2 separate regions of the Mus musculus genome follow, and region 2 is linked to region 1. A link is a contact called in public HiChIP or PLAC-seq data. All regions are on one chromosome and are shown on one strand. Each heading gives the region's core, a stretch centred on a gene start, on an enhancer-like site or on the middle of the called end of the contact. The rest is flanking DNA. Distances are from core to core; before and after follow the strand shown. Region 1 has its middle 18 kb from the start of Fis1. Region 2 holds the start of Ap1s1 (adaptor protein complex AP-1, sigma 1).

Evidence for each region. HiChIP or PLAC-seq counts read pairs in DNA pulled down with a chosen protein or histone mark.
Region 2: an H3K27ac HiChIP or PLAC-seq map of embryonic stem cells shows a contact between it and region 1, with 6 read pairs. The contact joins the promoter of Ap1s1 here to the enhancer-like site in region 1. A contact is called at or near these places in 3 of 39 promoter capture datasets (the 3T3-L1 cell line and stem cell-derived epiblast-like cells), 4 of 484 Hi-C or Micro-C datasets (adipose-derived mesenchymal stem cells, embryonic stem cells and nephron progenitors), 3 of 115 datasets of contacts at active chromatin or transcription factors (embryonic stem cells and memory CD8 T cells) and 3 of 9 other capture datasets (adipose tissue, liver and pancreatic islet).

The regions. Positions count from the first base shown.
Region 1 is chr5:136,940,978-136,948,096 of GRCm38.p6, forward strand. No RefSeq gene overlaps it. Among named protein-coding and RNA genes, the nearest start is that of Fis1, 18 kb to the right of the region's middle. Within about 2 kb of position 2,609, at least 13 of the 459 cell types and tissues checked have an H3K27ac peak or open chromatin away from gene starts, as enhancers often do. A contact at or near this core is called in embryonic stem cells and nephron progenitors, where this site is marked.
Region 2 is chr5:137,043,305-137,050,423 of GRCm38.p6, forward strand. It overlaps Ap1s1 (adaptor protein complex AP-1, sigma 1), which reads right to left and starts at 2,804. Exons shown (of 5, transcript NM_007457.3): 1 at 2,704-2,804. The coding sequence starts at 2,706.

The DNA.
Region 1 (7,119 bases), core at 1,359-3,858:
TCTGGTGAGTGGTTGGAACAAGGAATGAGTCAGCACCCAGGTGATTTCCAGTAAACCTGTTTCCCACCTTCATTTGTAAAATAAAGGAGAGCTGATGCTTGGGCAGATAAAAGGGAAGGTGGAGCAGAAGGTGGGAGGGAGAAGAAGGAGAAAATGGAAGGGGGAGAGGACGCAGAGGAGGAGGAGGAAGAAGGAGAAGATCGGAGCGGAAGCACATGGCCTGGAGATACCGCAAGTTCTAAGGGGTCTCATAGATGTGCAAGATGGTAGTGTAGCGGCAGATCTGCCCAGTCTAGGCGCACAGCTGTAATCACATGAACTGTTATGTGTTTTCTTTGCCGGGGCATATTTGGGAGGAGATTCACCGCTACAGAGGCTGGGTTGGGATGTCCTTGTCCTGGAAATCTCACGAGTCCTAAAGTCAAAATTCTCCACGGGAGTTGGGCCCGTGCCTGTTATGTGACCACCAAGCTCCCATACAAAGCCACAGGTGAGTACAGTGAATCTTCATGCCTACTTTTAAAATGCTGGGGGACTGAAGAGATGGTTCTCTGGGTAAGAGTGCTTGATGCAGGAGGATCCGAGTTCAAATCTCCAGAGCCCACATAAAACAGTCAAGGCCAAAAAATAAAAAAATAAAAAAAGCCCGGTGTGGTGGCGCACGCCTTTAATCCCAGCACTTGGGAGGCAGAGGCAGGCGGATTTCTGAATTCGAGGCCAACCTGGTCTGCAAAGTGAGTTCCAGGACAGCCAGGGCTACACAGAGAAACCCTGTCTCGAAAAACCAAAAACCAAAAAACAGTCAAGGCCACACTGTAACCCTGTGAGCTCAGGGCTGTGGAGGCAGAGTCAAATTCTGGGGCTTGTCAGGTGCCAGTCCAGCTCCAGATTCAGCGAGAGAGCCTGTCTCCAGGGCAAAAGGCTGAAGGTGATAGAGCAGGACCCTCTGCATTTGCAAATGTGGGTACGTACACATATGCACACACACAGAAAGGGCTAATGAGAAGCATCGGTGGGTAAGGGCACCTGTCACCAAGCCTGAGAGCCTGGCTCTGACCCCTGGGACCACATGGCAGAGGGAGGGACCCTGGTGCCTCCAAGTTGTCCTGTGACAACATGCAGAGTCAAACATAATCACATGCTCACACACAGCACACAGCACACATTTTAGAAAGTAAACCTGCCCTTGTTAGCTTTTTGTTACTTTGACAAAATGTCCGAGGTCTTCACCTAGAAGAGTGCATTCAAGCCCGGGTGTCGGCCCAGGCTCTGACTGCTTTGGGTCAAGGCAGAGGTCATTCATGTCAGGAAGCAGGTAGCAAACTAAGCTGCTCTCCTCCTCGAGTCTGGACCAGGGATGCTTGAAGTCTTTACAAGTCCGAAGTGATGGACTTCCTCCAACCAGGCCCCACCTCCAGACCCAAACCAGAGCTACCAGGACAGCCTAGTTCATCATTCTGTTAAATTCCTGTAGGTATGTTTGTTGTATGTGCTCGTGTGTGCAGTTGCATATGCCAATAAGGAGAGGACTTCGGCTGTCCCACCTTACTGCCTTGAGACAAGGTGTCACTACAGTACATGTGGGATCCCTTACGAAGTCCTGTCCCTCCACCACCCTGACCGTCCTGGGGTTACAGGCATGCAAACAGCCATGCTTAGCTTTTTACACCATGCTGGGAATTTGAACTAAGAGCCCCATGTTTGCAAAGCAAGCACTCTTGCCCACTGAACCATCTCTCCAGTCCTTAGTTCATCTTTTTCTGCCCCAGGGTTGCATGTAGCCCAGCTCAGGCTGGCCTCAAGCTATGTAGCCCAAATGAGCTCCTCATCCTCCTGCCTCCACCCCTCAGGGGCTCAGTCTACAGGTGTGCCCCTCAGTGCTGGTTTGCTGCCTGGTTCCTCTTGATTCTATTTTGGGCACAGAAAAGAACCTCTTACCAATCTCTCAGTGAGGATTCTAGTTCTCAGAATTTGACCAGGGGTCATTGCCATGGCTACGGAGATATGTGAAACTGTGCTTAAAAAAAAGAAAACCTTCTCTGTTAACTCTAGCCTCACACTCAAACAAAGGAAATCTCCAGGCCTGACAGCTTCATGGAGGGACTCTGCTCATATCTGAAGAAATATTAAAGGCCAAGCACAGTGGTGCAAAGCCACGATTCCAGGTCTCCAGAGGCAGGAGGATCGAGGCCAGCCCAAACTCTTTGAGAATCTCTTGAGATCTCAGAAGGAATTTTTTTTTTTTTTGAGATAGGGTTTTACTATGTAACTTTGGAACTCTCTATGTAGACCAGGCTTACCTCAGACTCACAGAGACCTGCCTGCCTCTGTCTCCTAAGTATAGAGTTCTCTCGAAATGAACATATAAAAGGTCTGGGGAGTTGGCCTCTGGAACAGGATGCACGCATTATTTAATATGTGTACAGTTCAACCCACAGCACTGAAGAGCTAAAACATGCCGAGCCAGCATAGCAATGCAAGTGGACCACAGCCCAGCTGCGGGTTCTCACCTAGCCTGGAGGAAACTCTGGGCTCCATCCCACCTGGTGCTCCAGATGTGGAGCCAGAGGATGGGAGAGTTAAAGGCCATCATGAAACTACTTAGTAAGACAAGGCCAGCAGCTCCTGCCTCTGCAGCATGCCTGCTGTGAGGACTGTTACCTGAGACCATGAGCCAGATTAACCTGGCTCCCCTGAGTGGCCTTTTGTTGTTGTTGTTGTTGTGGGGGGGGGGTGTTTGTTTTTGTTTTCTTTGGGGGGGGCTGGGAGTTGGAGACAGGGTCTCTGATGGTGCTCTAGCTGGCCTAGAATTTCTTATGTAGACCAGGCTGGGCTCAAACTCACAGAGATCCTCCTGCCTCTACCCACCTTGTGGTAGGTTTAAAGGCATGCAGCACCACAATAAGCTTGTCAGGGCATTTTTATCACAGAGCCAGATGACAATCCCACAAGGGCTCTCAGTGGTCACCTGCCTAGAATCCCCCAGGAGAGACTGGGAGCATGGCTCAGTGGTAGAGCCCCTGCCTAGAATCCCCCAGGGAGGGGCTGGGGGCGTGGCTCGGTGGTAGAGTCTCTGCCTAGAATCCCCCAGTGAGGGGCTGGAGGTGTGGCTCTCTGCCTAGAATCCCCCAGTGAGGGGCTGGGGGCATGGCTCAGTAGTAACACACCAGCGTAGTTTGGCCTAATTGGTGAGCTCTAGGCCAGGGAGAGACCCTGTTTCAAAGGTGGTAGATGTTGTTCTTAAAGATGATACCAGCCAGGCGTGGTGACGCACGCCTTTAATCCCAGCACTCGGGAGGCAGAGGCAGGCTGATTTCTGAGTTCGAGGCCAGCCTGGTCTACAAAGTGAGTTCCAGGACAGCCAGGGCTACACAGAGAAACCCTGTCTCGAAAAAAACCACTTTGGGGGTCTAGCAAGGTGGCTCATTGGTTAAGAGCACATACTTCTTTTTCAAAGGCCCTGAACTGGGATCCTAGCACCCACACTAGTGGCTTACAACCACCTGTAACTCCCACTCTGGGGTGAAACAGCACTATCCTCCAGTTTCTGTGGGCACTTGTGCTCCTGTGCACACATATAACTTTTCTTAGGAGATCTGTAGCTTAGATGACGTCCCTATGTCCCAGGTAGCTCGAAGGAGGACACCTGCTGTGTGAGAGGCTGAGGTCTCTGGGTGATCAGCACCCTAAGGACTGAAGCCAAGGGACCCATTGCCAGGCCAGCCCAGGCTATGCAGCAAGAGCTCACAGCAAGAGGCAAGAGCCTGCAAGATGCCTTAGCAGGTAAACGTGCCAGCCATCATGCCTGGTGACCTGAGTTTGATCCCCCAGACCTACAGAGAGAAAAGACTCCTACAAATTGTTCTCTGACCTCCATCCTTATATGCTAGCACATGCACACGTGCCTCTTTCCAACCACCCACCCACACAATAAAACAGAATAAAGGAAGAATGGAGGGAGGGGGCGATGAGTAGGGGTGAGGGCAGAAAGAAAATCCTAAATATAGTCTATTATCAGGTTCCACAATTAGGACTTCACTCTGACTTTGGGGATAGAAGGTGGGACACCATTCTGCCCGTAACACATATAAAGCTCAGGGTTTTGTTCCGTATTGAACAAAAACCTTCTAAATATATAGTAGCAGGGGGTGGGGAGCCTCATCTAATGAGACACGTCTTCGCAATTTTCCATTGCCTTCATCCCATCTTCAGCTGGTTAAATCAATAAAAGTCTCTGCAGTTTAAAAATACTTGAACAACTTTGACACTGGAGAACACTCGGTGCTTAGACTCGCTCTGCTTGATGGGATCTCATTTTCCAGAGGAAGCAGCCTCCGCTTAGCTCTTAGTCATCGCTGGCCTTCGAGAACATCCTCCTCAGCACCTGAATGCTCCCCAGGGTTTGGGGCGGCTGGGGCGTTTGGGGTAACGGCTATGTTAGCTTTCCTCCCCATAAGTGATGGGCTCCCCAATTTTACTTCAAAACAAAACCAAAGCCAGAAGCCGCTGAGTTTGCATTACAGTGACTTTTCCCCTCCCCCGCAAGACAAGGTCTCGGGTCTCTCTGTGTCGCCCTGGCTGTCCTGGAACTCACTCTGTTGACCAGGCTGACCTCGAACTCAGATCCGTCAGCCTCTGCCTCCCAAGTGCTGGGATTAAAGGCGTGCGCCATCCCTGCCTGGCTACAGAGACTTTTCTTTTTCTAAGGTTTATTTGTGGAGTGTGTGTGTTTAAGAGGCCAGAAAAGAGAAGCAAATCTCCTAGAACTGCAGTTATGGTGGTTGTGAACCACCCAACAGGGGCAGGCACATGATGCACAGACACAGGAGGCAGAGGCAGTGGAGTTCTGTGAGTTAAACTACAAAGTGGGTTCCGGGACAGTCAAGGCTATTACACAGAGAAACCCTGGCTCAACATGCCCTCCCCCCAAATAAAATTAAATACAAATTTAAAAAGAAAAATGGGGTCAAGGAGATAGCTCATTGGATAAAGGAATGTGCCATTAGGCCTGACAACTTAAGTTCAATTCCCCCAAATCCCACATAGTAGAAAGGGAAGAACTGACTATGGAGGCTGGCCTCCCACCTTCACACGCGTCCTGTGGCACGCATGTGCTTGCCAACACAAACGTGTACAAAAATTGGAAAAAAAAATACTATTGCACCGAAGTGTGAATCAAGCACAAACTGTTAAAACATTACCCACCTGAGGTTCCCCTATGGATGTAGAATTGTCACCCAGGGAGTGACCAAGTGTGGAGGGCCATGATCATGGATGGGAGTATTAGCAGCCAGTCTGTTAGGAGATCTCCTTGGCCTGCGGAGGAGAGAGCGGACACTGGATTTCCTCAAGCTGGATGTCTAGGCTGTTGTGAGCCATCCATGCAAGAGCAGAAAGTGTTCTTCCCATCTCTGCAGCTCCCAAGGCTTGCTCTCCTCTAAGATCCTGTTCTCACTTCTGCAAGACCTAACTCGGTCACAGACCCCTTTACAAGGGTGGCCTGACCCAAGCAGTCCCCACTAGACCTCAGTTTTGTTTTGTTTTTAAAGATGTATTTATTATTATATCTAAGTACACTGTAGCTGTCTTCAGATGCACCAGAAGAGGGCGTCAGATCTTATTACGCATGGTTGTGAGCCACCATGTGGTTGCTGGGATTTGAACTCAGGACCTTCGGAAGATCAGTCGGTGCTCTTAACCACTGAGCCATCTCTCCAGCCCCTTGTTGGTTTTTTGTTTGTTTGTTTGTTTGTCTTTGTTTTTCGAGACAGGGTTTCTCTGTATAGCCCTGGCTGTCCTGGAACTCACTTTGTAGAGCCTCTGTAGAGCCTTTGTAGCCTTTGTAGAGCCTCTGCCTCCCAAGTTCTAGGATTAAAGGCATACACCACCATGCCTGGCAGACGTCAGTTTTTAAAGATCCCACTAATGCAGTCATGTAGAGAGACACACTCCCAGCATATGAACCACTAGAGGGTCTTATGCAAGGACTATCTGCTTTCAGAGAACCAGCGGACAAAGGGTGTGTGCATGCTAGTGTTTGCTTTACTGTCTCCATCCTGTATGGTCCAAGATCCTCCTGCCCAGGGGATAGCATAATCAAGATGGGTCATCCTGGACTGGGGACACAGTAGTTAGGAGAGCTTGCTGCTCTTCCACAGGACCTGAGATCAGTTCCCAGAACCCACGTGTGGTGATTTGAATGGAAATGGCCCCATAACATCACACTATGGGGGGGGGGTGGCACTATTGGGAGGTGTGACCTTGTTGGAGTGGGTGTGGTTTTGTTTAAAGAAATGTGTCACCTGAGTTGGGTTTTGAGATTTCAAAGATGCTCAAGGCAGGCCCAATGTCATCATCCCAGATGTAGAACTCTCTGCAACTTTTTTGGCATCTGCCTGCATGCTGCCAAGATTCCTGCCATGACGACAGACTAAGCCCAGCCCCAGTTGAATGTTTTATAAGAGTTGCCAGGCCGGTAGCCTGGCATGGTGGCACATGCCTTTAATCCCAGCACTCGGGAGGCAGAGACAGGCGGATTTCTGAGTTCGAGGCCAGCCTGATCTACAAAGTGAGTTCCAGGACAGCCAGGGCTACACAGAGAAACCCTGTCTCAAAAACAAAGAGTTGCCAGGATCATGATGTCTCTCCGTGGCGATAGAAACCCTAAAACACCATGTCAGGCAGCTCATGACTACCTGTAACTCCAGCTCCGGGGGTGGGGGAGGTGGGGGGTGGATCCAACATGCTCTCATGGCCTCTGTTATTAATCTGCATTCATATACTCATAAAACACACACAAAATAAAATAAATGCATAAATATCTTTTTCAAAGGCAATGCCTTTAATCGCAGCACTTACACAGGCAGGTGAATCTCTGTGAGTCTGAGCCTGGTCTATACAGTGAGATCCAGCCAGGGTTACATAGCAGATTCCTGTCTCAAAGAATAGAGGGGAGGGGAGGGGAGAGGAGAGGAGAGGAGAGGGGAGGGGAGGGGAGGGGAGGAGAGAAAAAACTGTGGTGGTTTGAATATGCTTGGCCCATAGGGAGTGGTACTGTTAGGAGGAGTGGCCTTGTTAGAGGAAGTGTGTCACTGTGGGGGGTGGGCTTTGGAGGTCTCC
Region 2 (7,119 bases), core at 1,554-4,053, 100 kb after region 1:
ACAAACATACAGCCCCAGACTCCCCCACTGTTCCTTGATACCTTCTTGAAAACCCCTGTCCTCGCTGTCAATGCTGGGTGTCCCCACAAGGAGGATCGTTTTTTTTTCCTGGGGGAAAGTCAAAGAATCTTATGCCTGTGATTTGGGTTCAAATACTGGCTCTACTAGCTCGAGTACAGCCTCAGGCAAATTAATGTATACTAGGCTAGCAAGATAGCTAAATCAGTTACCAAGCCCGATGACCCATGCTCAATACCCATGACCCACATTACAGGAGAGAACGGACTCCCACGAGCTGTCCTCTCTCCACGATCATAATGGAGCAAGCACCCACCCACACACATATGGTAAACTAAATGTAAAAACATTTTATTACACTTATTTGTGTGTGTGTGTGTATAGGTCAGAGGACAACTTTGGGGAGCTGGTTCTCTGCTTCTACTGTGTGAGCTCCAGGGATCAAATTCAGCTCGTCAGTCAGGCTCGGCCACAGGGGCCTTTACCCACTGAGCAGTCTGATTGGTTTTGAAAAGGATTAAGCAGTCTTTAAAGCTCCATTTCTTTATCCGCAGGATAGAAATAATACTTTCTTCTGGAGGTCTTTTAAGATTTGTTATTATCATTAAAGATTTACGTTATGTGTATGATATTTATGTGCCCACATGTATGTGTGACACATGCACGCCTGTTGAGTCCTCCGTAACCGGAGTTATAGATGGTTGTGAGCCACCATGTGGGTGATGGGAATCAGACTCAGGACCTCTGCAAGAGCAACGCATGCTCTTAACTACTGAGCCATCTCTCCAGCACATTTTTATTAGTTTTAATTCTGTGTATGTGCGCATGTGTCTACATAGTGGGTTTGTTCATTTATGAGGGTGCCTGACACACAGTAGGACTTGTAACATGCTAGGTGCTGCTATTTTCCCCTGACCTTCTGTTTCCTAACCCTGTTTTCCATGGAGAAGATGCCTAGCCTCATGATAAGCTGAGGCCAACAGACAACAGTTCTCTGTGTGTTCTTCTAGACGCCATGTCTCACAGACGCCCTACCCGATCCTGCCATAAACCTTCAGATGCCTCTGACTCAATATGGCCTCTCGTCAGTCCCATACCTGTCGATACTCTTCCCTGAGTAGTGTATATAAATAGAACTGTGCTTGGCAGAAATATTCAGATTTTACCCTCCATTTTTCTCCACCATCCACACATTTAGTTCCACATACTGCCTCTCTTCCCAGCTTTTTTTTTTTTTAGACAAGGTTTCTCTGTGTAGCCCTGGCTGTCCTGGAACTCACTTTGTAGACCAGGCTGGCCTCGAACTCAGAGATCTGCCTGCCTCTGCCTCCCTAGTCCTGGGATTAAAGGTGTGTGCCACCACGCTCGGCTTCCAGTTTCTTTAAAGCGTTCTTTTATATTCTTTTACACGTATGTGTGGGGCACCCACGTGCCATCACTTACATGCAGAGGTCAGAGGAGGAGTCAGTCCCCTCCTTCCACCACATGGCTCCTGGGAATGACCTCAGGTTATCAGCCACCCGGACAAGCTGAGCCGTCTCTCTGGCCCTCTTTTCTGTCTTTCTTTTGTGAGACAATGTTTCATGTAGCACAGGCTGATCTCAATTCCCTAAGTAGCGAAGGCTGCCCTTGGTTTTCTGATCTCCCTTTTTCTTACCTCTGAGTACCAGGTTACAGGTGTGCACTCTAAGGCCTGACCTTTCTTCTGAGACATCAGGTGACTGATCACTGGGTCCCTCAGACAGGGGCATAGTCACCCTGGAGGGCTCTCCTAGGGAATGTCTGTGGAATAACTAGCAAGCAGAGTCCTCACTGCTTCCCGCATGGCCCTAGTTTTATTACCAGTTGCAGAGGTTCCTCATTCCATATCCTGAACTCAATTCCCAGCAAACAGCTCTGAGAACATGGCCCGGGTTGGGATATCTGTGTGTGTCCCACACTTCCAGTTTAGCAGGTTAAGTTAAAAGAAAACAACACCCCAGAAGCTAGAAGTAAGTACTGTTGGTGGGGGGGATAGGGAAGGTGAAGAACTGAGGGAGTCCTGTGTAGTTAAGAAAAGGAGGTGACAGCTACAGCAGGAAGGCCTGGGTTCCGGAAAAGAAAATGCCCCGGAGAGGGTGGAGAGCTGGGATTGCCAAAGTAGGGAGTCTTCCAGAGCCTAGGTCCCCGACGGCAAACCCTAGAGCCCACCTGAGCCAGAACTCCGGGTGAGCTGTCAAGGAAGCGAGACAGGAGGTTCACTCCAGAGACCCGGAAACTGTTCCCTCCCACACCGAGCTCTCCATGGGCCATGCTCCAGTGTGGGCCTCAAGGGAAGGGGTTTCGGCGACCTGCAACCATCCCGAGTGACCCCGGCGCCCCAACCTCGTGCCTTCCCTGCGGCAGTGCCTGGGAGGGTCTTAAAGATTCCCAGAGTCCCGAGCGCTTCTCCAGGCTCGGGACAGTCCCGCCACCATTCAGCTCTAGTCCCCTCTCTCCTAACCAGCAAGACTCCTCCCAACCCCTGTCCCTAGTGCCATTTCCAGCTTCCGAGGTCAGCTCTCTCCAGCAGCTCCAGGAAGTGGATCCTTTGCGGACCACAGGGAAGACAGGGCGACTCCCACAAAGGGCAGCCCCCCTCCGGACCCCTGCAGGTACAGCCCACGCCCCTCGGGTCCCCGTCCCCTCCCTCTCCTCACAGCCTACCATCCTGCAGCCTCCAGCCCGGTGCGTCCCTCTCCGGCCACCGTAGAAGCCAGCTCCACTCCCAGTCGGATTCTTTTCTTTTCCCTCCCTCTCCGCTTGAAGCCCCGCCCCAAGGCCTCGCCGGCTCCAAGCACGGACGCATTGCGCAGGCGCCAACGCTGCAGCGACCCACCCCCATCTCATCCGGCGCGCAGGCGGGGCTGGAGGCGGAGAAGCGGAAACCATGGCAACCAGGTCCTTGACTTCAGTTTTGCAAAAGCCTGGTCGTCATGGTAACAGGGCTGTCTTGGTGGGTTGATTGGAGGATGGGAAGGGAGGGGGTAGAGGACAATGAGGACTTCGAGCTTTGGAGCATTTGTGGGGGAAAAAGGCGGGAAAAGGGTGAGAGGTGTATGCACGATCTTTGGAGCTGATGAAGAAGTTGGGAGGAATGATGTGGAAAACATCAGTCAGAGGGTGGTGATGGGCAGGATGAGGGAAATAGAGACCGGTAGGCTAGGAGAATAAAGAGTTCAAGGACAGCTCAGGGTTCCAGAGCAAGCAAGATCCTGTCCCCAAAGCAAACAAGGCAGGTGTGGTGGTGTATCCTGTGATCTCTACACTTGGAAGGCAGAGACAGGAGTTCAGCTGCAGCTACATGGCACGGTCTTGACCACCCAAGGCCACAGAGAGCCTGTCTCCAACAACAACAACAACAACAAAAGTGACACAAAACAGTGCAGATATGATGGTTCGGATTGTAAAGATGTTTCCCCAAACCCACAAGGTGGAAAGAAAGAACTGACTCCTGCAAATTGTCCTCTGACCTCTGTATAAGCAAGCACCCTAGCTTGTATACACCACACACACACACACACACACACACACATATATACACACACACACAGACAGACAGACATGGTCACAGGCAACACAAAATACACTTGTAAAATGTAATCTTAAAAAAAAACTAAACCAGGGATAAAAATCAGGGATAAAAAAATTGTTGAAAATGGGAATACTGTAACAGGAATATAAAGAATGGGAGGAAATTGTAAATTAAGGAGAAAGGGGAAGAAATGAAGAGAATCTTATAGTATTAAAGGGGTGTGGTGTAATCCCCATAGCCAGAAGGCTACAGCCAGCCTAGACTACACAGTGTGGCTCTGTCAAGCAAGCAAGAGTGGGATTCCAGAACTGGGTGTGGTGAGGCAAGTCACAATCCCAGCCCTGCAGAGGCTGAGGCAGGAAGAGCAAGAGGTCATGACCAGTTTTGGGGCTATGGAGGAATATGTGTGTGTGTGTGTGTGTGTGTGTGTGTGTGTGTGTGTGTGTGTGTGTGTGTACCAAACTGGATGTGCTGGTATACACCTATTATGTGATTATTTGGAAGGTACAAGCAGATGTACTAAGATCAAGAGTTCAAAATGACTCTTGACTACATAGCTAGTTCATTTTATGGACTGAGACACAATGTCAAAAAAAAAAATCGTTGAGCAACAAAACAATTTAGCCAGGCATTATTGTGCACATGCCTGTAATCTGGTCCCTGGGGAGGCAGAGGCAAGAGGACTGGTCAAGAGGGTTCAAGGCCAGACTAGGCTATGTAAAGAGAGCAGTGGGAGCTGGGCATTGGTGATGCACTCCTTTAATCCCAGCACTCAGGAGGCAGAGGCAGGTGGATTTCTGAGTTCGAGGCCAGCCTGGTCTACAGAGTGAGTTCCAGGACAGCCAGGGCTACACAGAGAAATCCTGTCTCGAAAAGCCAAAGAAACAAAAAAAACAAACAAACAAACAAAAAACAAAAAAAACCAAAAAACCAGCGTGTGGTGAAATTGAAACCGAACAGTTTAAAGCATAGGTAAATGTGACTGTAAAAAGAATTTAAATTGTAGCAGGAGTTTTAGAGCTTTCTCTCTCTCCATTTCTCTACTCCCCTGTTTGTCCTTCTGTCTTTAGTGAAGAGGTTTGGATTTAAGGAACTCGGATTTTTTTTTGGCTGAAGGATTAACAACACAGTCCTCTTTTTATCCTCTAGAGATGGCATTCCAAGACTCCCAATCGACTCCTGAAGCCTCTGACTGTGTGAAACGGAAGCTTCCCTATACGTATAATAAAATTCAATTTATAACTTATGCAGAGAATGGACCTAAGGAACAAAACCAAGACTAGGAGCTGGAGAGATGGCTTAGTGACCAGGAGCAGATGAGGACCCTAGTCCAGTTCCCAGCACCCCCTCCCCTGTCCCCATGGGTGGCTCACAAGTGCCTGTAATTCCAGCTCCAGGAATCCAACCCCTTCTTCTGGCCTCAGGGGCACCTGTACATCCACTTGCATGTGCATACATACGCACACACATAAATAAAAATTATAAAAATTTAAAAACCCAAATGATTTTAACAATGTATAGTAACGGAGCTGCCTCTGTTATTATTTTCGCACGTTAGAATCATTCAGGAGATGAATGGGCGTTTGAAAGCAAGACTGCTCAACCTGGCTAGCAGGATGGGGTCCTCCTAAGGAATTAACGTGTGAGGATTGGACAAAGAGATGATTTGGGACAGAGGGGGACTCCTTAAGAATGGCACGCAATTTAAAGCTCACTAGGGCTGGGGATGTGGCTTAGTTGATGGACCACTTGCTTGCATACCCTGAGTGAAACCCTAGGATCTGCTCCTAGCCCAGCATAAATTGGGTGTGGTGGCAAACACCAGTAATCCCAGCCCTTAGAGGCAGGAAGATCAGGAGTTGAAAACCATTCCTCTCTATATAGCTAGGTTGAAGTCAGCCTAGGGGGTTTATGAAATGGAAACACGAGGGAGGGAGGACCTTAGCAGACCCTGCCAAGGTGTCCCCATGAACACTCAAGCCATACGAGGACAGGCCTAATATAAAAGGGAATTTATTTGGGACCTGGAGGAGGGGGTAGCAGTAGAGAAGGACAGAAGGAGAGAGGAAGTGGGGAAGAGGAACACTGGAGGGGGAGAGAGGGGGGAGGGAGGGAGGGAGGGAGGGAGGGAGGGAGGGAGGGAGGGAGACACGGAGGGTGGAAGGAAGTAGGTGGAGAGCGGTATATATGTGTATATAAGTTCTTATATGTGAGCCTCATACCTGGCTGTTGCTAGGTAACCGCAGGGCAGAGCCTAGAGAAAATGCTAACAGGGTGCATGAGACCCTGTCACACAAAAATAAAAGACCAAGGAGATGGCTCAGCAGGTAAAGGCACTTGCCACCATGCCTGCCGAGTTTATCTCCTGGCACCCACAAAGTGGAAGGAGAAAACTCATGCCCACAAGTTGTCCTCTGACCAAGTCTTAGGTGTTGTGGCCATTTCTTTCTTTCCTTTTTTTTGGTAAGGATATAAATCCTGGATTGGTTAGAAGAGAACCCAGTTCCTGTGGCAGGGTATCCTAAGATGCTTAGTCATAGGTGATCCATTCAACTCTCTCTCTCTCAGAAGAGGAAGAGGAAGAGGAAGAGGAAGAAGAAGAAGAAGAAGAAGAGGAGGAGGAGGAGGAGGAGGAGGAGGGTTGGGCTGAAAAATGGTTCAGTGATTAGAGTGCTAACTGCTGTTTCAGAGGATCCAGGTTTGGGTCCCAGTACCCACAATGGGTGGCTCACAACCACTTGTAACTTCAGTTTTACAAGATCCAAAATCTTCTGACCTCTTCGGGCACCATGTATGCACATAGTACACATAAACTCATGCGGACACAGACACAGACACAGACACACACACACACACACACACACACACACACACTAAATGGATTGTCAGGGTGGTTCAGTGACTAAAAGCACCTGCTGCCAATCATACCTGATAATCTGAGTTTGATCCCCACTCACATAGTGGAAGAATATATACTGATAGGCTTTGAGTGTGTACTCTTTCCATCTCCCTTTCTTCCCCTCTCTCTATTAAAGAGGTATGGACACTCACAATTCCCACCTAGAGTTACCATGAGTTTTTCTCAGCCCTCCATTCATAGTAAGGTGAGTGCATACACACACGCTCTCTCTCTTGCACATACAAATAAACATGGGGATGGGTGGATGCAGAGAGCTAGCCATCTGCCTGCCAAGTTTGAAGGCTCCAGAGATGTAGCCCCACACCCCTGGAAAGGTGAGAACTTCTATAATTCCTCATCCCGGTTTGCCTAACTGTGGAAAAGAGGTGGTGATTCCCAAGAGAACTGTTGGGAAGATGGGGTTTGCAGGCCGAGCTTACTCAGTGTGGGGGCTGGGCATTGCCCCTGTGTGGTTGCCTATTCTGCCTTTCCACTTGGCAGGCGGGGAAAGAGCAGGAAAATGCTGAAGTGGGTAATGGGAGGTGAGGCTGACAGTCTTATCAACTGTTCCTCTCCCTAGCCAGCATGCAGACGGTAGAGGGCTTGGCTAATAGGAACGAAACTCTGGGTTTGATTCCCAATGCCTTAT